Regions from separate parts of the Mus musculus genome. Here regions 2, 3, 4, 5 and 6 are each linked to region 1. A link is a contact called in public HiCAR-type, HiChIP or PLAC-seq and promoter capture Hi-C data. All regions are on one chromosome and are shown on one strand. Each heading gives the region's core, a stretch centred on a gene start, on an enhancer-like site or on the middle of the called end of the contact. The rest is flanking DNA. Distances are from core to core; before and after follow the strand shown.

Region 1 (3,907 bases), core at 1,015-3,514:
GGCTAGAGAGATAGCTCAGTGGTTAAGAGCAGCGACTGCTCTTCTGAAGGTCCTGAGTTCAAATCCCAGCAACCACATGGTGACTCACAACTATCCATAATGAGATCAGATGTCCTCTTCTGGTGTGTCTGAAGTCAGCTACAGTGTACTTACATATAATAAATAAATAAATAAATAGAAAGAAAATAACAACAAAGAGCTGGAAGCTTCTTTCTTTGTTTCTTTGTTTCTTTCTTTCTTTCTACTTTGTTTTGTTTTTGAGACAGGATCTCACTGTAACCTTGGCTGTCCCGGGACTCACTGTGTAGACCAGGCTGACCTCAAACCTAACAGAGATCTGCCTGCCTCTGCCTCCCAAGGGTTGAGATTAAAGGTGAGTGGCACCACGCTTGCCTAAGAAGCCAGGGCCAAAGATTTGCTTTTTTTTTTTTTAAGACCTATCTAGCTCTTCTGTTCTGTCCTTGCTGGGAACATTGAAGTTGTATAGGAGAGTTCCCAAGGCTTAGTGGATGCATAAAATGGGTAGATGCCTGTAGTACAGCTCTGTAGAAGACAGAGTGATCCCAGGAACCCTGCTGAGAGAGGGAATGAATAGGTGCTAGTATCTGAAGGTGCTTGCTCTGCTACAACTTAAGGCTCTTCTTCCCCAGCACAAACACTGTGGTTTATAAACCTGCATTGCCTATCTTTCGTTTCGAATATCTTACCATAAGCTCCCGATTCACCTCACATGTTCATTGTTGAAACAAACAGTCCTAGTGCAGGGAGATCCTGCTCACTGCAGGGATGGACAGCATCAAAGAGCAAAAGGCGACCAAGACTTGTCAGCTCTGACAGGGACCTGGGGGTGAAGAGAAACCTCCATCTTAGCCCGCCCAGCCCACAGCTGCAGCAGTGAGGGCAGAAGTGGCAAGGGCGCACAAACCTCATTTTCTGGATGGCATCTTTGTGGCCTTCCAATCGCTTCCTCACCCCGTTAAGGGGGGTTCTTGAGCAGTGGGATGAACACTGGATCCCTAGGTCCACCAACCGGTGAGGAGCCATGTAGACATTAATAATCTTTCATTTACACAGCACATAATCTGTGCTGCACCACAGGGTTTAAAACATCGCACAAGAGGTGGAATACACCTTTAATTCTAGCACTTGGGAGGCAGAGGCATAGAGGCAGAGGCAGGTGGGTCTCTGTGAGCTCCAGACCCAGACAGAGCTACATAGTGAGACCCTATCTAACAAAACAAGACAAAACAACAAAAAAAGCCAGGAGTGGTGGCACATACCTTTAGTCCCAGCATTGGGAAGGCAGTGGCTGGAGGATGGAGCCTAGCCTGGGTTATATAGTGATTTCTAGGCCAGTCAGGGCTGCATAGTGAGAGCGTATTCTCAAATAAAATAATACACATTTATTTTTTATTTTATGTGTATGAGTACACTATAGCTATACAGATGGCTGTGAGCCTTCATGTGGTTGTTGGGGAATTGAACTTAGGACCTCTACTCACTCCAGTTGGCACCCTCTCGCTCCAGAAGATGGTGGGTGTCAGATCTCATTATGGGTGGTTGTGATCCACCATGTGGTTGCTGGGGTTTGAACTCAGGACCTTCGGAAGAGCAATCGGTGCTCTAACCCGTTGAACCATCTCGCCGTCCCCCTCCTTTTTTTTTTTTTAGAAATTAAAAAAAAAAAAAAAGGCCGGGCGTAGGGAAAATGCCAGTACTAAGGAGGCAGAAGCAGAGGCAGGCAGATCTCTGAACTCGAGGGCAGCCTGGTCTACATGGTAAGATCATGTGTAGCCTGGTGTACACAGTGAGCTCCACAGGCCAGCTAGGGCGGCAAAGGAAAGAAAAAGGAAAGAAAAAAAAAAAAGCCTCATCCAAAAAAGGAAAGAAAAAAAAAAGCCAAAGCCAGCGGAGTTCAGCTATCTACAGATTTCCCGCCAAAGCCTGGGAGGCTGAGTCCAAGCTGAGAGAACGCACTGACAGCTGCCCATCACTCTGCTGCCAAGGAGACAGAGGAGGCCGCGCCAGCAGGGCGGAGCCTGCGCGTGCGCGCCCCCGGGTGTGTGGGGCGGAGCCCGGAGCGCGGGCTGAGGAGCGCGTGCGCACGCGCCTGAGCGAGAAGCCGTGCGGCCGGTAGGGGGCGCTGAGAACCCACGCGGCGCTCTGCCTGCCCCCCAGGCGCTGTCCGCCGCGGTTCGATTGGAGCAGCCGCGGAGCTGCTCTTGGCGCCATTTTGAAGCGGAGAGGCGGAGGAACGGCCTGGACTGGCTGCGGAAGGGGAGGGGGGGCGGGAGGAGGCGATTGGATGCGGCGGCGGCGGCGGCGGCGGCGAGGGCGGCGGATCCCCGAGATCGGAGGAGCGCGAGGAGTGTAGGAGCCGGGCGACCGGAGGTAGGAGCGACTCGGGTAACGGAAAGGGAGCGCCTCTTCATCGCCTCAGCGCCCCACGCTCCATTTTTCTAGCGGGGCGTGCGCGCGTGGAGCCGTCGCCCGCTGAGCCTCGCGTGTCCCGGTGTCCCAGCGGGGCTGCGGTGGGGCCGGGGGCGGGGAGGCCGCGGGCCGCGGCTGGCGCCGGCCCGGAGTGACCTTTGCGGGGGCCGCGGCCGCGCCCCTCCCCCTCCCCTCTCCTCCCCCTGGAGAGAAGCCCCCCGCGCCGCTTCCCCCTTCCGGCTGCCTGCGGGCCCGGCGCGAGGGGAGGCGCGCCGCACTGCTCGGGAGTCGGGGAAGAGCCGGGAGCCGGCCGAGAGAGCGAGAGCGAGAGAGAGAGAGAGAGAGAAAGAGGAGAGAGTCAGAGAGAGTCAGAGAGAGAGAGAGAGAGAGAGAGAGAGAGTCCTCGGGCGACCGCGGGTGCAGCCCCACGGCGGTACGGACAGTGTGCGGTGCGGGCTCGCCCGCCCGCCTCTGCACCGTTATTCCACTGACACTCTAAAAGTTTGCGGTCCGGGAGAAGCCCTGGCGGCGGCGGCGTTGGTGTTGGCGGCGTTGGCGGCGGCTGTGGCTGTGGGTCTGCTTTTTGTTTTGTTTCGGTTTTTGCTCTGTACGTTGAAGAGCAAATGTGATGTTTGCACATAGGAGCAGGCATGTAGCATGCAGCCGACAGGTGTTTGCAGGGTCGACGGAACCCCGAAATTCAGCACCTGCTCTTCAGCGCTGCATGCTATTCCAGTACGAACTCCCGAGGGGTTTGAAAGAAGAGTGATTCGTTCGCTCCATCCTCAGGAACCCTACCAAGATTTAAAAGCCCCCCCCCCCCCCCATATTTTTGATTTCAAAGAATGCTCCTTTGATACTAGAGTTAGGAACTGATGGGTGGCTGTAATCGCTCCAAGGAGCGGTCTCTCTGTTGAATACTTGTTGAAGCTTTGGAAGTATTGTTTCATTTTTGAAGGTTGGTCTGAGGTCCTGAGAGAGTTGGGGAGGCCTGTGGACTTCAACGAAATAACCTTTTAAAAGCCAGGTGTATGTAGTGTAGGAGGTGGGCTGTAGCTAACTTATGATGACTGAAGTGGAGAAGGGCAATTTAAGCATTGTTCTCAGCACATGTAGTTAACAGTTCCACGAGGGGGTGTTTTCTGTGTTAACTTTTGTGAAAGTCAACTAAGTTGGCACAAGCGCGGGTTTCAGAGGCTATCTCTTGGCTGTGCACTAGACATGTCAGATGCTAGTGTTTGGGGGACTTTAGTAGAGTGAACACTTGGGAGCTATGGCAGGCCGCTGTGGAACAGGTAATCTTCCATTTCATGGTGACAGCATAATACCTAACTGATTTTACAGCGGCGAGTTTGGAGGTAAAAAGTTATATGGCACATAAGATTAATAAATTAATTCCCAAAGTTTAAATATTAAACACACTTTTAGGGTGGTGAAAGTGGGGAGTAGTATGCTATGGTAGCCTGGAACTGGCAAT
Region 2 (3,907 bases), core at 792-3,291, 1.0 Mb before region 1:
CTGATCTTTTTCTCTGTGAGGTTCTTGACAGGAGATAGCTTGTACTAGCTGGGGCTTCTCACCCTATCCTTAAACAAGGAAAGTTGGACAGTCCTAGAAACTAGCACGGTGGTGACGACTCAGATGAAGAGGTGAGGATCCCATGGGAATGGAGCTATGGCCCGCTGTTCCTCATGTTACTCTCTTGGAGTAACTGAGATTTATTTTTCTCCTGTGGGAAACTGTCCCCTCACAGTGGGTGTCACAGGCAAGCCTCATTGTGTGTCTGTCAGTACCACTTCGAGCAGGTTGGCTTTGAGAGCTTTTTCTCCTAGTGATGGGGGAGGACGCCCAGGGAGTCTATTTATCATATGGCCAGAATCACAGAAAGGCAGTCCTTTCCTCAAACTTGAGTCATGGAGCTGTGTGATGTGTCATTTGTCATTGTCCTCTGTGAAGATGCTGAAGACAGGCAAGTTTATTACTTAAAGGATGGGCTCTCGCCCTTACCGTCCAATCTCCTACACTCCTCCTGGAATACAGTCATGTTGGATCATGATGAAAATTTCAATTAAAAATTTGTATTTGATTGACTTTTACTTATGTGCAGATGTGTAACCCTATGTGTAGGCCTGTGCGTGAGATGCCAGTATCTGCAGAAGCCAGAGGCATCAGATGGATCATCGGATCGGCCACTCTGGAGTTTGAGTTACTGGCAGTCATAAGCCAACAAATGTGGATGTAGGAATGGAACTCAGGCCCTCCAGGAGAGTAGTACATGGTCTTAATCACTGAGTCACCTCTCCATCCTTCCAGGATAATTTCAATGAAAAGTCTGATCCACTAAGCCCTCAAAGTTGTTTGCTACCAAAGTAGGGTCCTCAGTTGTGTTACTTGGCTACTAGATTTTTCTCTCTATTTACATCTTGTTTATAGGTACGGTGTCTAACAAAGGGAAGGAATATTTCCTAGGAGAATGCTAGAAAACTTTAGCAATGGGAAACTGTCTATCAGCTTTAGAACTTCCCAAGAAAGCCCAAGGAGTTAAAGCAGCCAACCAAGAATTTGGAAAAACTGTAGCGCTGGTCTTCATCAGTCAAGAGACTGGCACCAGTCAACAAGAAACACACAGAAACTAAGAAATATGACTGCCAAAGTCTTTATGAGCAGGCTTGCCCTAGAGTTTTACTACCTGTGGTTGGGGGAGATGTTCGGTGAGTCATTTGTCCTGTGACCACAGTGGCTGAAAGGCAACTCTAGCTGCCCTCTAGCCTCGCATCATCTAAACACAAGCCAGGGTTGCTCAGTCAGTCTTTTTTACATCCTTGGAGATGCAGGAGAAACTGTGTTTCTGGGAAGGGTCCCTCTAATTCTTCCCTGTAATTGTTTCCCTCTTTGGTTCACTACAATGTAACTGTAAGGTCCTCAGGTGGAACTCTTCCAGGGTGGGAGGGAGACCCTTCAGGATTCTGTGCTGGAAGGAACTCTGCTTATGTGACTTTTCCACCTCACTCTTCTCTGTGTTCTTAATTGATTCATTTTCATCAAGTATCTTGAATACCCTCTCTCTTCCATCACAGTGAACACTCAAAATAACATTAATAAAAATTTAGCTTTACACCAACATCTATTAAGAGCAAAACTCCGGGCCAAAGCTATTAATCAAATTCCATTTAAGAAGAGGATATTAAGTAAATTAGTTGAGCTGATTAAAAACACCTTCATCAAAGTAGAACATCGGTGCCAACAATATTAAGAGTTGAATTATCGATTTTGCTTTTTATAAAAACTGAAGATAGTCCATTAGCAGGGAAGAAAAAAACGATCCTTCTTCCTTCACTTTGAGGACAGTAAGGGTGATCTACTGCTAGGGATGGGGAAAGAAGTTCTGGGAAGCGAAGGGCATGACGGCAGAGTTTGTCAGAGGGTCAGAAAAGAAGCTCTGAGGTCAGATGCCCAGAGGAGGGCGCGGTCCAGCTGGGCAGCAGGACCACCTACAACCGCGCCGGTTGCGAGCGTACACCGGGGCGCTCCCGATCCCGGCCGCCAGAGGGCGCAGCCCGAGCCGGCGCGGCGCCGGGAAGGAGGAGGGGAGCGCGAGAAGGGTCAGGCGCGCAGGGCGTCCGCGCAGCTCGGCTCCGGGAAGGGCGCGGAGCCTCTGCCTCCGGGATGCGGCCTCCCGCGCTGCTGGCGCTGTTCAGCTGCTCCGCGGGTAAGTAGCGAGCGGCCCGGGCGGGCGCGGGGAGGGAGTCCCGGGGCTGCTGGCCACCCCCGCGCGGTTCCGGCTGCCGCCCGCCCCGTCCCGCCCCGTCCCGGCCGCAGCGCCCTCTAGTGGCGCCACCCTCGGCCCGCGCCCTCTCCATCTCCGCCTCCTTCCGCCGGGGCACGCGGGCTGGTGGGGAGGGCGCGGCCGGGTCGGGAGCCAGAGCCGCGCAACTGCTAGAAACTTTACAAGAGGCCGCGCCTTTCCCGCCCCTGCGCGCCGCCCGTGCGCCCTGCGGTGCACACCTCGCGCCCCACTATGAGCACCCCGCCCTGTGCGCCCCCAGCGCCCCGCCGAATGCTTGCCGCGCTCCGCGGTGTGCACTCCGCACTCCACCGTAGCTATCCTACGCCCCACGGCATTCATGCCACGGCCCGCCGTGTGCACTCTGCGCCCCACTGTGTACACTCCGTGCGCCCCACCGTGTGCACCCTCTGCTTGTGCTTACTCCGTGCCCGGCCGTACACCCCCTGCTCTCTACCGTGTGCCCCTGTGTCCCACAGCTGTGCACTCATGGGTCCCATAGTTGTGCATCCCATACCCCTAGATGTGCATCCCCGCGCCCCACCTTGTGCACACCCCTCGATCCTCCATGTGCATTCCCAGTGCCTGGAGGTGCATATCCCAAGTTTCACCCCTCCCGACCTTGAATACCGTATCCCACCTCACCGTGCATACCCCGCATCCCACTGTGTGCACCCCGCTCTCTACCTTGTGCATCCCCCGTGTTCCGCCCTGTGCACCCTGTACCTCCTGTTGTGGACAACCTGCACTCGGCCATGGGCACCCCTTTTCCCACTCCTCCGTATGTACCCTGGATCTCCTGCTGTGCATGACCGGTGTCCCACTATCTACACCCCACCCCCACCCCCGCCCATCGCCCCAGTCAAGCACACACCGTTTTGCCTTAAATACTCCATGCATCCCATCGTGTGTTCCTTGAGACCCTACCCAGCTTTACAGAACCCTGATACAGCCATTAGCACGCCCCAAGGCGCGCCCCCCTCCCCGTATCCCTTGCGTCACCCCCACCCTGTACCCTCAGCTCCTGCAATTTCCCAGAGACCTCCTCTCTTTGTGTACCACTCCCTAGGAACCTACAAACTTGGCCTGCCTTCCTCCTAATGCAGTTGGGCAAGGAGGGGAGGGAGGACCGGGGTGCCCCGCGGAACCTTGAGGCCTCCGGGAAAATCAGAGAACTGGTCCCAGGCAGTCCAGTTGCCTGTTCCTTTCTTCCCGTTTTCTGGAGGCCGTTTCCTCCCCCTTTCAGCTAAGATGATGTGGAAAAAAAGTTATAAAGTCATTGCGAATGACTCTTTATGATATTTGTTCAAGTTTGAAAGCGTGGGTTAAAAAAAAAAAAAAAAAAGACTCTTTGCAGCTTGTCCTAATACTTTTCCCTAACCCTGACTTGTCTGTGAAAAGGCAGAATTTCAGTTTTAGAAATGGCAGAATGGCTCAGTTTAGGGAAAGATGTAGTCCACGAGAGCCTTGACAGCTCGTTTGGATTTGGATTTATGCTTTCCGAATAAGGACGTTTTTTGTTTTGCTTCTGTGTACCCCTGGCATTTCTTCTGGTGCTCACTAAGTGTGAGAAAATTGAGCAAGATTAGCTTGTAATTAATTGCTCACCCACATGATTAATTTGGCAACACTGTAATTTAA
Region 3 (3,907 bases), core at 782-3,281, 620 kb after region 1:
CAATGGGTTGCATTCAGCAGTGACTCTGATTTAAATATTGCAGAACATCTCAATGGTAACCAGTGAAAAAGGCTGATCACACATCACCACCACAAACCCATTTCCTTTGGCAAATACAAGATACTAAAAATTACACATTGACTTTGGCCCAAGTAAGTTAAGTCTAACTGACTCTGTTGTGGGTGGATTATATTTCAAAAATATTTTTAAAAGGGTTTGCACAAGTCATACATGGGGAGAAGAAAGCATTTTGAAGCATTAAAAACTGTAATTATAGTATTGTTTTAAGAAGTAGTGCTTTAAAAAGAGTCTCAACCAGAATACAGTTGGTGGAGTAAATTTTTATAATATTTCCTATTAAACATTCTAAATTTTTATTATTGTCCTTGAATTAGAATTCAAAATAGTTTAAGCACAGCCTCATGGGAAGGCTCTGCCTAGCAATGAAGCCGTGTTTTCCCAGCATGAGTTCAGAGAAGGCTGGAGAAATTTTTAGCTAAAAGGTGTGCTATATGACAGATTTTCTCAAATAGCTGTGCTATGAAAGCAAAGTCTAGGAATTCTACAAAAGGGCAGAAGAAATATAGTATGCACTTCAAATCTTCCCTTTATTTTTACTTCCCTGATTTCTTATACATTTGACACATGTAATACTTATTTTTGTTGCCACAAAACATCTCAATAAACGTTGGACGTAAAGTTGTATAAAAACCTAATTTTAAACCCAGACACTATTGCAAATGCCAACAAGAGCTTGCTGACAGAAGCCTGATAAAGCTGTCTCCTGAGAGGCTCTGCCAGTGCCTGACAAATACAGAAGTGGATGGTTATAGCCATCCATTGGACAGAGCACAGGGTCCCCAATGTAGGAACTAGAGAAAGGACCCAAGGAGCTGAAGGGGTTTGCAGCCCCATAGGAGGAAACAATATGAACTAACCAGTACCCCCAGAGCTCCCTAGGACTAAACCACCAACCAAAGAAAACACATGGTGGGACTCGTGGCTCTAGTTGCATATGTAGCAGAAGATGGTCTAGTTGGTCATCATTGAGGGAGGGGCCCTTGGTCCTGTGAAGGTTCTATGCCCCAGTATAGGGGAAATGCCTGGGCCAGGAAGCTGGAGTGGGTGGGTTGGGGAGCAGGGGGAAGGTGAGAGGGGCTAGGGGATTTTCGGAGGGGAAACTAGGAAAGGGGATAACATTTGAAATGTAAATAAAGAAAATATATAATAAAAATAAAGATAAAAATAAAAATCTACTTTTGTGGACATGAACATTTTCATTTCAACCCAAGATGTTTAAGTATGGTTCTAAATGTACATTTTGGTTCATATATACTAGTGTCCAAATATTTGAAATACTGTAGTAATACATAACTTCAGCTATGTAATCTAATGCAAAAAAAGGTCATCTTTAGTACTTCAGTGAGTCTAGTAATGACGCCATTTAATAAAACATGCCATTTAAGTAAGTGTTCCTGACATCTGGTGTTAATCAAAAGAATTTTATGTTTTACAGTTGACATTTAAGAAAAAACCCCATGACTCTAGTTATAGTTATACTACTGTTCATCCCAGACCATAGATGGTATAGGCCATATTTGGAAGGCTTCCTTTTTTTTTGCTTGGTTGGTTGACACAAAGAAACGAGTTGCTTTGTGCATATGTTGTATATAGGATTTAGGCCAGTTCCTAGGAACGAATAAACAAAGAAAGAAACATTAAATAACAACACAGTTTCTTAATAACAAAAGTGGTCACAGTGTTTTCCTGGATTAAGTTTAGGGAATAGAATAGTCTACAGAGTGAGTTCCAGGACAGCCAGGGCTACACAGAGAAACCCTGTCTCCAACCCCCCCCCCACCCCCCACCCCCACACACACACAAAGAAAAAGAATTCATTCTAAAACGACAATCCTAGGAATTCTGCATCTGGGCAAACAGTTGAAGTGAGACTTCCAGGGCGTGGAACCCCATGAGGCCCTAAGAATGTCTATCTTGTGTGAAACTGTATTGTTGCTAGGCAGGTGTGAGCCATTCCTTATCCAAGGCAGGACTGACAGCGGCAGCTTGAGAGTGATACTCTATCAGCCCTGGGCCCAGAACCTGTGGGCGCCCTTTTAGTCTCTCCAGGCCTTTCCAACCAGGAGCTGAGTTGTTCTGCCTGTCTTGCAAATTATCCTGTGTTGAGTATCTTCTTCCATACATTATGTTACATTAGTTGTTCCTCAACTCTCATTTACCTCAACCTACAATGCCTATTTACTCTTCTGGAAATGTATTTATCTGGAACACCAATATAAATTCAATTATATATTAGATTTGTTTTTTTTTTTTAAGTAGAGTTTGTTAGACCATTTGAAAAACAATGGCCAGGTGTGCAAGAGCATTTGGCAGGTGTTAGCAACAGGAGGCAGCACACTATGAGACTACCAGAGAGTCAGACTGTGATCTTTAAATGTAAAGTAGGGGTGTAAATTAGCTCATATGTCAAATGCTGACCGCTTTATTTAGCTTAGAATTCTTTACAGATAACACAAAACTGCTGCGCTGAAGACCGGGATGAGGGAAGGCTGGGATGAGGGAAGGCTGGGGCAGAGGAGTGTATGCAGGCAGTTTCCCTATCTGTGCTTTTGTGGTGCTTGACTGTATTGTTTCATACTTACAAAGGGCTTTAAACGCTTCTCTCCGCCAGTGGATGTGAATTCTGGGAATACTGACTTGTCTGTTTCCTTAGGGTATTAACAGATTAGCAGAGGGCCCATGACCCCAAATCTGAAATTCTACAAGATCTAAAACTGCTGGAGAGATGGCTCACTAGTTAAGAGCACTGGCTGCTTTTGAGGAGGACCAAAGTTCGATTCCCAGCACCCACACGGTGGCTCACAACTGCCTGTAATACCAGTTCCAGGGTATCCGACGCCCTCTTCTGGCCTCCATGAGTAAGTACTTCTTCATGCATGCCCTGTACAGATGGCGTAGGTTTCAGCCATGGTCCTGAACTGTGCTGTGTGAACACAGAAAACAAAAAAAGGAGCTTCCTGCTTACTCGGAAGCAGTTTGCTACTTTGGACCAGAGATATAAGAACTTAATTTGAAAAAAACTTGCTTTGAGCCCAGGGCCAGTGGAAGACAGAAGGGAAGATTCACTACTGTCCATAAAGCAAGAATTTGGCACACTGACTACACACACAGAAGCCAATTAGAGTGAAAGAGCTCGCACAAAAACACGGACGCGGAGGACAGACTGGACTTTCAGCTGTAGCCTTCTCCAAAAGTGTCACTAGAGGAGAAAGCCTTGCCAACAATTTTTACTGAGGTCAAACAGTACTAGGAGACTGGGAGAAGTAGCGAGAAATCTTGGAGCTGTTCTGTGAGGCAAGAGTTGCCGGTGGGGAAGATCTGGGCAGGGTTGGGTGCCCTGGTACTTTCTGTACACTAAGTAAGGCACGGTGAAGAAAAGAGGGAGGTGATGGATGATCAGGTCTTAAGACAACGGCTTGTGATTCCCTGGGCATTTGCTATGACACTTTGACCTCTGCAATGAGGATTTTAACCCAGCTTGTCAGTCACATTTTATTCATGGCCTCTTTTGGCAATGTTTGGGCTAATTTAGAATGGCTTTTACATTTTCAAATAAGTTTTTTTTTAAAAAAAAAGAAAACTATTATGTGATCGAAGAAAATCAGAGAACATCTAATATCTTTTTAAACATTTTATTATGTTGTTATTTAGTGTGTGTTTTAAAAACATCATATTACTTTTTTGTTAGTGTGTGTATTTCTCTGGGTGTTTATGCTTGTTTTGTAGTGTGTGTGTGTGTGTGTTTATGTGCGCATTTACACCACAATAAACATGTGGAAGTGAGGAGACTCTGTGTAAGTTGGTTCTTTCCTTCAACCTTATGGGT
Region 4 (3,907 bases), core at 660-3,159, 560 kb before region 1:
GGAAAGGGTTGATTTGGCTTACAAGATTCAATTACAGTCCATCTTCGGGAAAGCTGGAGCAGGTACCATGGGGGAAGGAGGCTTACTGGATTGCTTTCCCTAGCTTTCTCGGCCACCTTTACTTATATTTTTTTATGTCCAAACAAACTTTTGAGATTTTGTTTATTTCTAGGTGATGTGTAGTGGTTGTGTCTGCGAGTATGTCTGTGTGCCACGTATGTGCAGTACCTCTGGAGTCCAGAAGAGGGCATCAGATCCCTTGATGTTGGAGTTAACAGACATTGTGAGCCCCCATGCATGGTCTGAGAATTAAACTTGGGTCTTCTGAACGATCAAACGGTGCTCTTAACCTCTGAGTCAGCCCCTTAGCTGCCCCGCTCCCTTTCTTGTACAGTCCACCTTCCCAGAGTTGGGTTGGTCGCCACCCACAGTGGGCTGGGCCCTCCTATATTTGATCAGCAACCAAGAAAACACCACACAGGTATCCACAGGCCAGTCTGATGGAGGTGATTCCTCAGTTGTGACCCTTTCTTCCCAAATATTTGTCAGTTTGACAAAAACTGACATACATTAGTCATGTAAGTAAGCAGAAGGAGCGGATACAAACGATAGCTAAAATTCTTTTTTGAGAGATATTTAGATACAACAAGAAACACCTTCAAACCATTCATCTGAAAGATGGCATCGCGTTAACCTTTATCAATACACATTTATGGGTGTCGTTTCTCATCCTCTGGTCTAGTGGTTCTCAACCTTCCTAATGCTGCGACCCTTTAATACAGTCCCTTGTGACATGGTGGCCCCAACCATAAAACTATTTCACTACTATTTTAGAACTGTACATTTGCTGCTGCTATGAATCATAAGGTAAACACCTGATAGACAACGCCCCGTGGGGGTTGCGACCCACAGGTTGAGAACCACTGATCTAAGGTAGCCAGAACTACAGCCATCTGTTTGGGTGAGTTAGCTACCCCAAAGTTTTCCACAAGAAAGGCAAGGGCTGTGATCCTAGCCTATGTTTTTGGCTGCGTTCCCAGTTAAATGTCACAACAGTAGCTGCCTTTGGGATATCTCTTCTTTTTGTTCACAGAAGAGGCTCTTTATTGGAGAGTCTGAGTAATTATACACTATGCTTCTTTCCCTCCACATAATATGAAAATTGTTAATTTTCCTTTTTCTCTATGGTAACTGCTGGGGTATTTCAAGCCCCTGCCTGTTCTCTCTTAAGTCTGTATCCAGTTTCCCAAGGGGCAAATCTGGAAATATTGAAAAAGCAGAGATAAGCAGTTTAGGTTGACAGAAGCGTGTGTTTCAGGCACGATCCCTCTTCGACTCTGCCCTTCCCTGAGGCCCGTGTGCATCTTTACACACTGGGACTTTTCTGGTGCCCTTTTTTCAGCATGGACCATTCTTCTCGGTTTCTCAGCCTTTTGTACTCCTCCATGTTTCTCTGTCAGCTCTGCATGCCCCTACATCAGGGTGCTCTCCGAGTGATCCTGACAGAACCACGTGTTCCTGTTTCAGCTAGGAGAGAGTCGTCTACCACTCACTGTGTACAGAGAGTGTGTGCTGTTGCTGGTATTTTTAATTTTAAAACTTCACAGGTTCAGCTTTACACACCTGAACACACGCTTTTCCATCAGATCACCCCTATGTCTTGGTGAGTTTCCTGTCTGCAAGGTGGACTGGTTTCCCTAGAGCGATAAGGAAGCCCGGCTAGAGGGCTGAGGGTGCCAGGAGGCAAACGGCGTGTCAGGAAGCAAGTGGTTTGGTTACTCTGTAGGTTCTGTTGTTATTGGCTTTTCATCTACAGACACAAATCCCATGAGCAGAGCAAGGGGCAACAGATGCTTGTGCCCATAACTCTGGGCTATGACCTTGGATTGGGGGCGGGGAGGACGGGGAGGGACCAGGCTGCTGGAGAGGGCTGCACAGCGTGGCTGTGGGGCAGAGCTGACAGCTGACAGCCAGCTGAGCCAACCCAGCAGCACACTTTCTGGTTCCCACAGGCTACCATGTGGGGCTCAGTTAGGTCAGTGTTCTTGCTAACTTTCCTCCCATGAGACAGAAAACTGTAGTTAGTGCTCTTGGTTCAAGGAATGAAACTATGTATCATTTACAGATCGACGGGGCTGGCTCTGATACAGTTCAAAGTAGCGTGTATAGTTTTATTGTCTCATTTCTTCCATCCCATAACTCCCTGGGGTGAGACAGCATCTGCTCCTGAAAGAGAAATTACTGCAGCTTCCCCCTTGTTTTTCCTGGGCTTTGGACTCTGGGGAGATTAATACACCTCCATTCTTTTGGAATCCCAGATTTTTGCACAGAAACTTAGCTACAGACCATTGTAAAGCTGTTGTGTTAGATGTAAGATTCTTGTGAAAGGAATTCTCGTGTGTGTGTGTGTGTGTGTGTGTGTGTGTGTGTGTATGCCTAAGAAGAGGTATTGAAACGTAGTTTGGGGGTGTGGCTCACTGTAGAGTGCTTGCCTAATATCTATGATGCCCGAAAAAGAAAGTAAACAAGAACAAATTTCAAGGCATTTCAAAAGTCTTTAAAGATAGTAAATTATCAAGTGGGAATTTAATCTCATAGATCAAAGATCACACATTTATATATCAAAATTTTCTCTCTCAAATATTTAGATTACTTGTGGCTAACACATTAACATTGTGACTTCTTAGACCAAGACTCCATTAGATTTCAGGCATTTAGACTTAGTATTCAGTCCACAGCTTGTTAAGGCACGGAGAGTGTTGATGTAATTCTCTCGTGTCTTTGCAGTTGTCCCAAAGCACGGGAGCAGGCATGCGATATGGGCCAATTAGTTTCTAAATTTCTTAATGCATGTCAGCACTGTAGTCTGTCAGTGTGGAGAAACGGACTTCCTGTCTTATGATATAACTGAATTGGCCGCTCACCCTAACCCCCAGAGGTGATGGAATGACAAGCAGAGGCAGACAAATGAGATTATCAAAACATGGCACAGGGCCTGCTTTTAAAGGGGGGGTGAGTGGAAGCAATGGGAGTTGATGTGGGCACGCACCTTATTTCCTGCCTGAATGTCTGTGAACCACATGCATGCAATGCCTGAAGGGGCCAGAAGAGGGCGCCATATCCCCTGGACCTGGAGTCACAGATGGTTGTGAGTAGCCACGTGGGTGCTGGGAACTGAACCCAGGTCATTACACTGAACGCTTCCTCAGCTCGAGTGCATTACTCAGCTGAGGAAGCTTCACGACTCTATAGGATGACAAACTGGAGAACAGGGACACGTGGTCAGGAGACACAGGCCTCCAGCCCCAGCACGCAGAAGTTAAGGCCTTGAGATCTGTCCACTCTGCTCCAATTCAGAATCCTAAGCCAATATTCCATGAGGTTTGGAACCCAGGTTGGCGAGTGCTTCCTTTGATCTGATATAGGTGATGAAATAGATTTAAATGAGGCCTATTACCAACATCACATACTGTACAGGGCCAGGGCAACCGAGAAGGAATGGCAAATGTACTCCTTCATATGCTACCTGTATTGAGCTGAGCACCAGGCCATCTCTGCTCTCTCCAATGGCTGTTCTGCTGGGGTTCCCTCAGTTGCCCTCATGCTTGGCTACAGTCACTGCTTAACAATGAGGGTATTCCAGGCCCGTCATGACGGGGCCCAATGCCTTTCTTTGGCTTTGGTTCTCTAGCACTTAGCTTCTTTACAGTAACTGTCACCTTTCATTAAGGACATCCCCCCACCCCAGGGACTGGGCACTCTGGAGAGTGGGACACATTTGAATCTTTGCCCTGTTGAGGTAGGTTGGTGAAGATGGCCGTGAGTTACTGATGCTTGGGTGAATGCCAACAGATCCTGATTTCTGCTCATGATGGACCAAGTTGTTGCACGGTCTATGGACCCATAT
Region 5 (3,907 bases), core at 411-2,910, 550 kb after region 1:
TGACCTACTAAGCATTCACACTTTTTGTTTGCTTGTTTGTTTACATCACCTCTGTTTGAGGAAAACTCACTCCTCTTTGCTTTGGGACTGGGTAGAAAGCCATCAGGAGCTCTGGCTCAGGTTCTCCTACTTGAATGAGCTTTGGTTGGATCAAGCAAATAAAATGAATGTAACCATGACCCCCTGGATTATAAGTATTATATTTGCCGACGTATATGCTTGATATACAGCTGGCAAAAAAAGCAGTCATTATAAAAATCTTTGGTGGTGTGCCTAAGAAAGTTGGGTATTTATGAGTGCTTCTAGTTTAGCACACTATATATACATATATATATACACACATATCTCCATCAGAAAGATTTTCCTTGAGAGACCATACTGATGGGTGCTGAAACCATTCTCATAATGCTTTCTTGAGTATACTACTTTGCAAGCATCAGTGGTATCCGTGGATAACTTTCCAGTATTCAACACGCTACTGTTATCATTGTAAATGAACAGATAAAACTTTGAAGGAAAGGGAAAGTCACCCTTTCAAACACATTGTAACAGTGCCACGTCTCTGAGCAGTGAGCATGGACGTTCTTTAAGATAACTAGGTCTTTCCGGGTCTAGTCTGGTGAAAAGAGCGCAGTTAATCATTGGGAATCCAAAACTGAAATCACACCAAAAGGGAGTAAGAATTATATTTCTGTATGGTTCAAAAGCTGGCAGTTCCCAGAGAGGAACATCATGCACTGTGAGGGTAAGGAGGCGAGGTAGTGATGTCACCTGTATGCATTTCAGCGTCTATAGTGATCAATCTTATTTTGGCTGGACCTTGGTTAATACACCACATGTTGTTTATTCTTCTCATGCGGCCTCTCCAGGATTCTGTAGCAAGTTCCTTTCCTCTAATAAAGGATTCCTCTCTGTGGTTTTTAGATGAACCAGGAGGTTAGTATAATCACAGTAGCTGACATGTTATAAAGTGGTTTCCCCTACACCAATACTCTGAGTTCTGAGGACTGGTGGGGCAGATCAGCTGGTTAAATCTTTCAGGAGCCTAGTCTGCAGTTCTATAGCATTGTAGAGTTTAAAGGATTTCATATAAAATGAAGGTGTTAATGGTACTGCTCTGTATGGGCCATTAGGATGAATCAAAATGATGCAGATTGCAGGCTTGGTAGGCCCTCCTGCCCAAAGCAAGGACCCAGTCAGTAACTCCGGAGGGTTTTGCTAGGTTCTCTATTGGAGAAAGAAAAGGTTTCAGCCCTTGGAGAAGTTCATTAATCTTTCTGAGAGAAAGAGTAAGAGGAATGGGGTTCTAAGATAGATCGGACTTTGTCTTGCATCCTCTCAGCAGCTTCCCAAATTTAGCCCATGATTCCCTCGGGGTCATAAGTACAGCAGGGTTGTTTCCCACATTCCCAGCTGAGGACAAGGTCACATCAAGATCTCTAGGGGTGAGGGAGCGGTGACTTAGCAGTGACTGGTGGGATCAAGCTCCGCACTGTTTGCGGTTGTTTTCCACTAAGGGTCTAGAGCCTTTCATATGCAGATAATTTGTGATGCAAGGATCCAATTCAATGCTTCTCTTCAGGAACAGGCACAGAGCAGCTACTTCATGCATGCCACTTTGTTGTTGCCCTGGTGACATTTGAGAGGCCCTCGGGCGACCATGGATGTCTGAGGACTCCAGAGAGCAACCATGTGAACACAAAGGGCAAGTGTTACAATGCAGCTGTTCAGGGAAGACTCTGGAATTGGAGCTGTGCTCCATGAATTAGGACTTTTCTTCTGGCTTCTCTCCCCTCTGCTGGACTCTTGTCAGTATGTTACAAACATTAATTCAGCTTTCTATGAGAATTTGAGCATACTCAAAGAACTGAAAGAAAATTAAGCCACTACTGGGACTATAGTAAAACCATAGGATTAGAAAGCTTCTTACAATAAATTTAAGAAGTCATTAACATTTATGCACTCTTTGAAAGAATGCATGCTAGCTTATTTGTTTTTATTTATCCAGTACCTGGTACACAGGTTATCAATAAATGTTTTCAAGTTGATACATGCAGCCACTGAGGCACTGTTTAGCTCTCTTTTTCAATAAGGGAACTATTGGCTAAATGCCTCCTGAAAAAATGGATCAAGAAGTCGTATAAGTCCACCTAGTCGATTTAACTTCAAACCTGCAAATCCAAGCGACTGCACCCAAGCTAGCAGGGAAGAGGCCTTGGGCACAGGAAGAGGGGAATCCCTGAGAGCTCCTGTACGGATGCTAACTCAGCAAGAGCCATTTCTATAAGCCATGGGTGACCTCATGCTCTTTGTGACTGTCCATGTAAGAACTGTTCTTGACCAAAGTCATTTTTTAAATTAAGATTTATTTATTTATTTTATGTATACGAGTACACACTGTAGCTGTACAGATGGTTGTGAGCCTTCATCTGCTTGTTGGGAACTGAATTTAGGACCTCTACTTGCTCTGATCAACCCAGCTCACACCGACTCAAAGAGTACACTGTCACTGTCTTCAGATGCACCAGAAGAGGGCGTCAGATCTCATTACAGGTATTTGTGAGCCACCATGTGGTTTCTGGGATTTGAACTTAGGACCTTTGGAAGAACAGTCAGTGCTTTTACCCACCGAGCCATCTCACTAGCCTGTCACCAGCCCGAACAAAGTCATTTTAAACGTGAAGATATGAGTCTGGAGAGATTACCCAAGGGTTCAGAGCACTGTCTATTCTTACAAAGCAGCCAGGTTCAATCCCCACCATCTACAAAGTGGCTCACAACCATCTGAAATATCAGCTTCAGGGGAACTGACACCCTATTCTGGCCTCCTTAGGCACTAGGTATGCATTTGATACACAAACATACATTTAGGCAAAACACCCATACACATTTTTTCCCCTAAAAGCATAGATACAAAAATTAGTAGGGACTTGTGAGACTTAAGACAGAATAAAGAAAAAAATCACATATTTACATGTAGATAAAACCTTGACTTAAGATGAGATCACAGGGCTATGTCCAAATGACTTGCCAAACATCATGCTGGTATCAAGGATACCTTAAATGGGCTCAGTTATGTTAGCCTATGTTTGGGCATGATCATCTGACACAAAGTCTGTTTTATAATGAAGTGAAAGCTACTTCATTTGTGCATACAGCTGGATGTTTCAAAGGAATGGTGGATGGGAAAACTCCAAGTACCAATATGCAAAACAAACAAACAAAACCCAACAACATTGGCAATAGCCTGTTGTCAAGGATGGGTTGACTCCACACCCATGATGGCATGCACACTCATGATGGCATGGGCACCGGCTCATGCCTGCTGCTCAAGAGAGATCAAGAGAACTCAGAGAGAAAATCAGACCACATGCTACTATATCAAGAAAAGAGCAACATTCACAACTTGGAGGGTGATTTCTATTGCAGGTGTGTCATCTTTGCACCAGCACAAAGTCATTAAGATGGGAATTACCTATGATCCAAATTTATTTAAGAACTGCAGGTATCTGCTATGGGCAGAAGACAAAGTATAAGGGGCAGTCCTGTGGCTTGCCTGCCTCTCTGGCTTTGGCTTACCCACCTGCTTCTCCCTGAGGTTTGGCAGAATGGAAGGATTGCTGATGTCACTTTCTGTGCTTCTTTACTCGAACCCTGCCCTTCCTTCACAGACTGTGATTCCAAGACTCCTCCTTCACCAAATCCACTGAATCTTCAATGGCGCTCTCAATCCATGACCACTACACTCATCATGACCACTATACTGATCATGAATATACCACTGCATCTTCAATGGCTTTCTCAATCCATGACCACTACACTCATCACTGAGGGATAGATTTTGTGTCTTTTTCGTATTTATATTCTTAAGAGAGTACAACCAATAATCTGACACAGAATACTCATT
Region 6 (3,907 bases), core at 614-3,113, 520 kb after region 1:
ATTCTTTCCTGTTTCCTACCTGTAGCTTTTAATGTTTAGGAATTCATTGGCTCCAATCATTCCATTACCCCATTAAAAACAAAACAAACAACCAAAAAAAACAAAAACAAAAACAAACAAACAAACAAAAAAAAAAACCAAGGAACCTCCTCACATTTTCTAAGTATGAAAAAAATAAAACACAGAAATACGGTGTCCATATATAAGAATGACCCACTTTCACCAAGAATGGTAATTCACCCAAAACAACCATTATCCCAAAGGAACATGTCAATGACTAACAATACATATAAAGAAGATTGGAAACTTCCAGTGTCCATAGGATTATATACCTAATGCCCAATACACTCCCATTGTAAGTAGTTTCTCAATAGAAGATGGAGCTGGTTCTTATTCTCAACTGAATGTATTTTTAAATCGAGCCACAGGGAATACTTTTGTTTCCATTCAAGTGAGACTTGCACACAGAGTTCATGGAGTGACTTAATATCCTTCCTGCAATCATACTGGTATGCCGCGCCAGTATCCTTCACACATAGCCAGTTCCTGAACCTTCGCAAACAAATGCCCATTTCCAAGGAAACAATCTCATTAAATGTCGCTGCTAGAATGTGTATTGTTCCTTTTGGAGACATTACAGTGAGATCTTTTAAGATTACAGACTTTAACTTCCCCTCTAAAATTCAATATAATCTCAAATTCATTTATCTAACTGGGAACGGTATTTTCATAATAGCTCTTGAAAATTCCTGGTAGGGCCAATGTAATAGTTTAGTTAGGTTTGTAGTTAAGAGCTAGGTGACTATTTACTGACTGTGGATGGATGTGTCTGTCTCTTAAATGGGTATCTTCAAATTTGTACCACACAGGGCATGTCATAAGCTTTAAGCCTTAAAAAAAAAATCCATGAGTTTTATTAATGTTTGAGGTACAAGAGTTTTTAATGTTTTCCCTTGAGAATAGAAAAGGATCACTTAGCAGCCTGTAATCAGTACTGTCAACCTGCCTTAGGAAACCAGTGCTCCTAAGTGTGTGTAGTCATAGGCTCTGTTTTGAGGTGAAGAGTCACATTTATCCTTTAGCAAGAAAACGGTGTCAACAAATCAGTGGTGACTATGCACACAAGCACACTGACAGGAAGAGACTGTAATTCAAGTTGTCAGTCCAATGGCCTTAAGCTTAGATTCTTACTGTTTTCCTTCAATGAAGATGTACTATAAACGCTGGGCCATTAGTCGCCAGCTCTCTCACTAATTAAACAAACAAGTGTCCACTTTTAAATATGACCACAGTATGAGTTTACCTGCAGAAAAGCTCCCCAAGACACACACTGAGTAAACCTTTCTCATTTGCTCTGTTGACACACAGAGGATTAGGAATTCATGATTCACGTTCTACTGGGGATATTTTCGTTAGTTATGAGGCGCTCGGTGCTGTGACAGACTGCTTAGAACCGAAGTCTAAAGTTATCTGAAAGAGTTCCACGCAGCGTGGCATAAGAATCCGTGCGGTGTACAGCGCAAACAATAACTTTGTAAGCAGCACAAGACAGAGCCAACAGAAATAAGCGGCACCTTGGCAGTGCCCGCAACTCACCTTGCTGGATTTTAGTCACTAGGTGATGGCGTGCTAGGATCCGGCTCATCCTGTAGGGAGAGCGTCTGGCAGTCTGATCAAATCGCAAGTACATCTCCTGGCTCTCAGGTGTCAAGGGGTTTAGATAGTAGCAGCCTGCAGCCGGCGTCCTGGGCACCTGGCTGAACATCTCGGGAGAGTTTCCACTGCCACCTCAGCTGCCGGTGGCTCTTCGCAGCTGTCTCCAGCCTCAGTCAATGGAGCCCCAGGAGAGAGCCACAGACCCAGCGATTTTTAAAAAAGAAAAAGGAGTGCCAAAAGCCACAAGTCAGAATTCCAACCCTTCGGGGCTCTCATGTGACCTCGTGAGCCAATCATAGGACAAGGAGAAAGTATTGGGCGTGTCCCGGCCGAACGCGACCGCGAGGCTGTACCAGCAGCTGAGGAGTTCCTTCAAGCTGCGCTTAAAGCTGATAGAGAATTGGAAGCGCCTGGGGCTGACTAAGCCCCCCAACCCCAGAGCTGAAAGAGGAGAGGGACACAGAAGACAGGAGAGGTCGAACAAGCCCTGGCATAGGAACCTTTTGAGGTCATGAAAGTTAGAGAAAGAGTTTTTGGCTTTCCTAAAGCCAGCAGCAACTAGGTTTAATTTGAAAAAAAAAAAAAAAAAAGAAAGAAAAAAAGAAAAAAGAAAAGAAAAGAAAGAAAAAGATAGCTGTGCTACCTGCAGCTGTGTATTTGAAACACACCATTTCAAGTTAAGTATGGGCCGCTGGGTATAAAATACTAGCCTCATTACAACGGAATTAATTAGATAAAACGTTTCCAAAGAAAAACAAACTTTTGGATCATATTTTGACACTAAAGGTCAATAAAGACCCTGTGGACCAACATGGGATGGGGACATCAAAGGCTTTTACAGAAAAGACCCAAAGAGACAACCTGAACTCCCTGCCACGCTCCTTTAATTTGTCTACTTCCCCCAGTTTTTAAACACCACTAAACAACTGCAAAGCGCTAGTCATATTGAAGCCGCTGCCAGGAATCACTACACAGGATGCAGGTGGCCTTGCAAAGACCCAGTATAAGCTGCTGATCCATGGGAATATAGTGGAAACTTCTAGTAAGTGCTTATAAAGGCTTATAGTAAGTAGTCAGATGTGAAACGGTCTCAATTTAAGAAGAAAACAAGAGAGAAGTCTACCACAGGGCTAGCGGAACATTATTTCTGAGAGAAATAACCAGAGAGACTGGTTTTAAAAAACAGAACCAAAATACCCAAACCAAACAACAACAGAAACAAGAGTCTGGGAGTCCTGACAGGAGAAGCTGGGGAGAGCTCTTTCTGCAGGAGAGTTCTGTGTCCACATGCATACAGGGGAGAGCCAGAGTGTGCCGGGAAAGAAACTGCTAGTCAGTTTAACCATAGCTGAGGAACCATATGAGAGCAGTCAGAATTTCTCCTCTCCAGTTTTTTCCTCTTTAGAAGTGTTTGATGCAAACAACAACAACAACAACCACCACAAAAGGTAGAAGAAACTTTACTGAATTCTAAGCCTGGAGCTGAATGAATAGAGTTCACACACACACACACACACACACACACACACACACACACACAGAGGTTGGTCTTACTTTTGACTGACTTAAAATGAAACGACCTAGCTTATAACTAGACACTTTCAGCAGAAAGTTTAATTGGGAGGCAGAGAGAGGGTTCAGTGGCTAAGAACGCTGGCTACACTCCCACAGTACTTGGTTGGGTTCCCAGCACCCAAACAGCAGTTCATAAGTGCCTATGGTTCTAGTTCCAGGGACCAGACAACCTTCTCTGGTGTCTGTGGGTGGTACACACACATGCATTCAGGCACATAGGCATACACATAAAACAAAGAAATTCTTAAAAAAGTTTAACACGACTCCAGTTAAGATCTTGCTTCTCATTGCTTCACTCTGCTCATCAACAATTAGTGCCTTTCCCTGTGGAAATCTTTGCTGGCCTGATTTTTATAATTTTCTCTCGTCGTCACAGTGAACGAGCCTCATTTGATGACTATAAAAAAAGAGGCAAGATAGTTTTCAGGCATAAAGAGAGACAATGTTACAGGATCGGATCATGGGCTTTGTGTTCTTATTGGGATCTGAAGAGTTTGTTCTCCCATAGATTTGTAGAAGGTACGAGGCATGTATGTAAGGCTTGATAGGTCAAAAGCCTCTGACTGAACAGTGGAAAGGTTAAACTTTGTAACACAGTATCAGATGCCATTAGCCAAGCTGACAGAACCAGCATTGGCTACATTGGCACTGAGACCCTACTTTGGGCATGTAGGAA

What was found. Promoter capture Hi-C pulls out the DNA fragments that hold promoters and counts their contacts. HiCAR-type assays count read pairs that join an accessible place to other places. HiChIP or PLAC-seq counts read pairs in DNA pulled down with a chosen protein or histone mark.
Region 2: a contact with region 1 is called in a promoter capture Hi-C map of second pharyngeal arch cranial neural crest. The contact joins the promoter of B3glct here to the promoter of Pds5b in region 1. A contact is called at or near these places in 5 of 39 promoter capture datasets (the 3T3-L1 cell line, cranial neural crest, pre-B cells and 1 more), 1 of 484 Hi-C or Micro-C datasets (CD8 T cells), 1 of 115 datasets of contacts at active chromatin or transcription factors (pancreatic cancer cells) and 1 of 9 other capture datasets (adipose tissue).
Region 3: a contact with region 1 is called in an H3K27ac HiChIP or PLAC-seq map of epiblast stem cells. The contact joins the enhancer-like site here to the promoter of Pds5b in region 1. A contact is called at or near these places in 4 of 39 promoter capture datasets (the 3T3-L1 cell line, the SN4741 cell line, hippocampal neurons and 1 more), 1 of 15 datasets of contacts at CTCF or cohesin (the NIH/3T3 cell line), 1 of 484 Hi-C or Micro-C datasets (cortical neurons), 5 of 115 datasets of contacts at active chromatin or transcription factors (embryonic midbrain, epiblast stem cells, forebrain and 2 more) and 1 of 9 other capture datasets (adipose tissue).
Region 4: a contact with region 1 is called in a promoter capture Hi-C map of pre-B cells, with 7 times the contacts expected there. The contact joins the enhancer-like site here to the promoter of Pds5b in region 1. A contact is called at or near these places in 11 of 39 promoter capture datasets (the C10 cell line, the HPC-7 cell line, HPC-7-derived erythroid cells and 7 more), 15 of 484 Hi-C or Micro-C datasets (B cells, CD4 T cells, CD8 T cells and 10 more), 4 of 115 datasets of contacts at active chromatin or transcription factors (astrocytes, large pre-B cells, memory CD8 T cells and 1 more) and 3 of 9 other capture datasets (adipose tissue, liver and macrophages).
Region 5: a HiCAR-type map of astrocytes shows a contact between it and region 1, with 2.9 times the contacts expected there. The contact joins the enhancer-like site here to the promoter of Pds5b in region 1. A contact is called at or near these places in 4 of 39 promoter capture datasets (the 3T3-L1 cell line, the SN4741 cell line, hippocampal neurons and 1 more), 1 of 484 Hi-C or Micro-C datasets (embryonic stem cells), 4 of 115 datasets of contacts at active chromatin or transcription factors (astrocytes, embryonic forebrain, neural progenitor cells and 1 more) and 1 of 9 other capture datasets (adipose tissue).
Region 6: an H3K4me3 HiChIP or PLAC-seq map of embryonic limb bud shows a contact between it and region 1, with 5 times the contacts expected there. The contact joins the promoter of Stard13 here to the promoter of Pds5b in region 1. A contact is called at or near these places in 8 of 39 promoter capture datasets (the 3T3-L1 cell line, 3T3-L1-derived adipocytes, the SN4741 cell line and 4 more), 6 of 484 Hi-C or Micro-C datasets (the 3T3-L1 cell line, the C2C12 cell line, the HL-1 cell line and 3 more), 4 of 115 datasets of contacts at active chromatin or transcription factors (the NIH/3T3 cell line, embryonic limb bud, forebrain and 1 more) and 2 of 9 other capture datasets (adipose tissue and pancreatic islet).

The regions. Positions count from the first base shown.
Region 1 is chr5:150,671,563-150,675,469 of GRCm38.p6, forward strand. Pds5b (PDS5 cohesin associated factor B) reads left to right here and starts at 2,265. Exons shown (of 35, transcript NM_175310.6): 1 at 2,265-2,391. Gm40353 reads left to right here. Exons shown (of 6, transcript XM_017321266.1): 2 at 2,179-2,406; 3 at 2,464-3,000.
Region 2 is chr5:149,676,189-149,680,095 of GRCm38.p6, forward strand. It overlaps B3glct (beta-3-glucosyltransferase), which reads left to right and starts at 2,042. Exons shown (of 15, transcript NM_001081204.2): 1 at 2,042-2,191. The coding sequence starts at 2,149.
Region 3 is chr5:151,296,545-151,300,451 of GRCm38.p6, forward strand. It overlaps a transcript of Stard13 not described here. Among named protein-coding and RNA genes, the nearest start is that of 5430435K18Rik, 46 kb to the left of the region's middle. Within about 2 kb of position 2,032, at least 13 of the 459 cell types and tissues checked have an H3K27ac peak or open chromatin away from gene starts, as enhancers often do. A contact at or near this core is called in adipose tissue and epiblast stem cells, where this site is marked.
Region 4 is chr5:150,113,947-150,117,853 of GRCm38.p6, forward strand. The region is part of intron 2 of Gm52797 (a long non-coding RNA gene); the gene reads right to left. Among named protein-coding and RNA genes, the nearest start is that of Gm52797, 15 kb to the right of the region's middle. Within about 2 kb of position 1,910, at least 40 of the 459 cell types and tissues checked have an H3K27ac peak or open chromatin away from gene starts, as enhancers often do. A contact at or near this core is called in B cells, CD8 T cells, the HPC-7 cell line and 5 more, where this site is marked.
Region 5 is chr5:151,217,326-151,221,232 of GRCm38.p6, forward strand. It overlaps a transcript of Stard13 not described here. Among named protein-coding and RNA genes, the nearest start is that of Gm52834, 12 kb to the right of the region's middle. Within about 2 kb of position 1,661, at least 46 of the 459 cell types and tissues checked have an H3K27ac peak or open chromatin away from gene starts, as enhancers often do. A contact at or near this core is called in astrocytes and neural progenitor cells, where this site is marked.
Region 6 is chr5:151,188,330-151,192,236 of GRCm38.p6, forward strand. It overlaps Stard13 (StAR-related lipid transfer (START) domain containing 13), which reads right to left and starts at 1,864. Exons shown (of 14, transcript NM_146258.2): 1 at 1,597-1,864. The coding sequence starts at 1,765.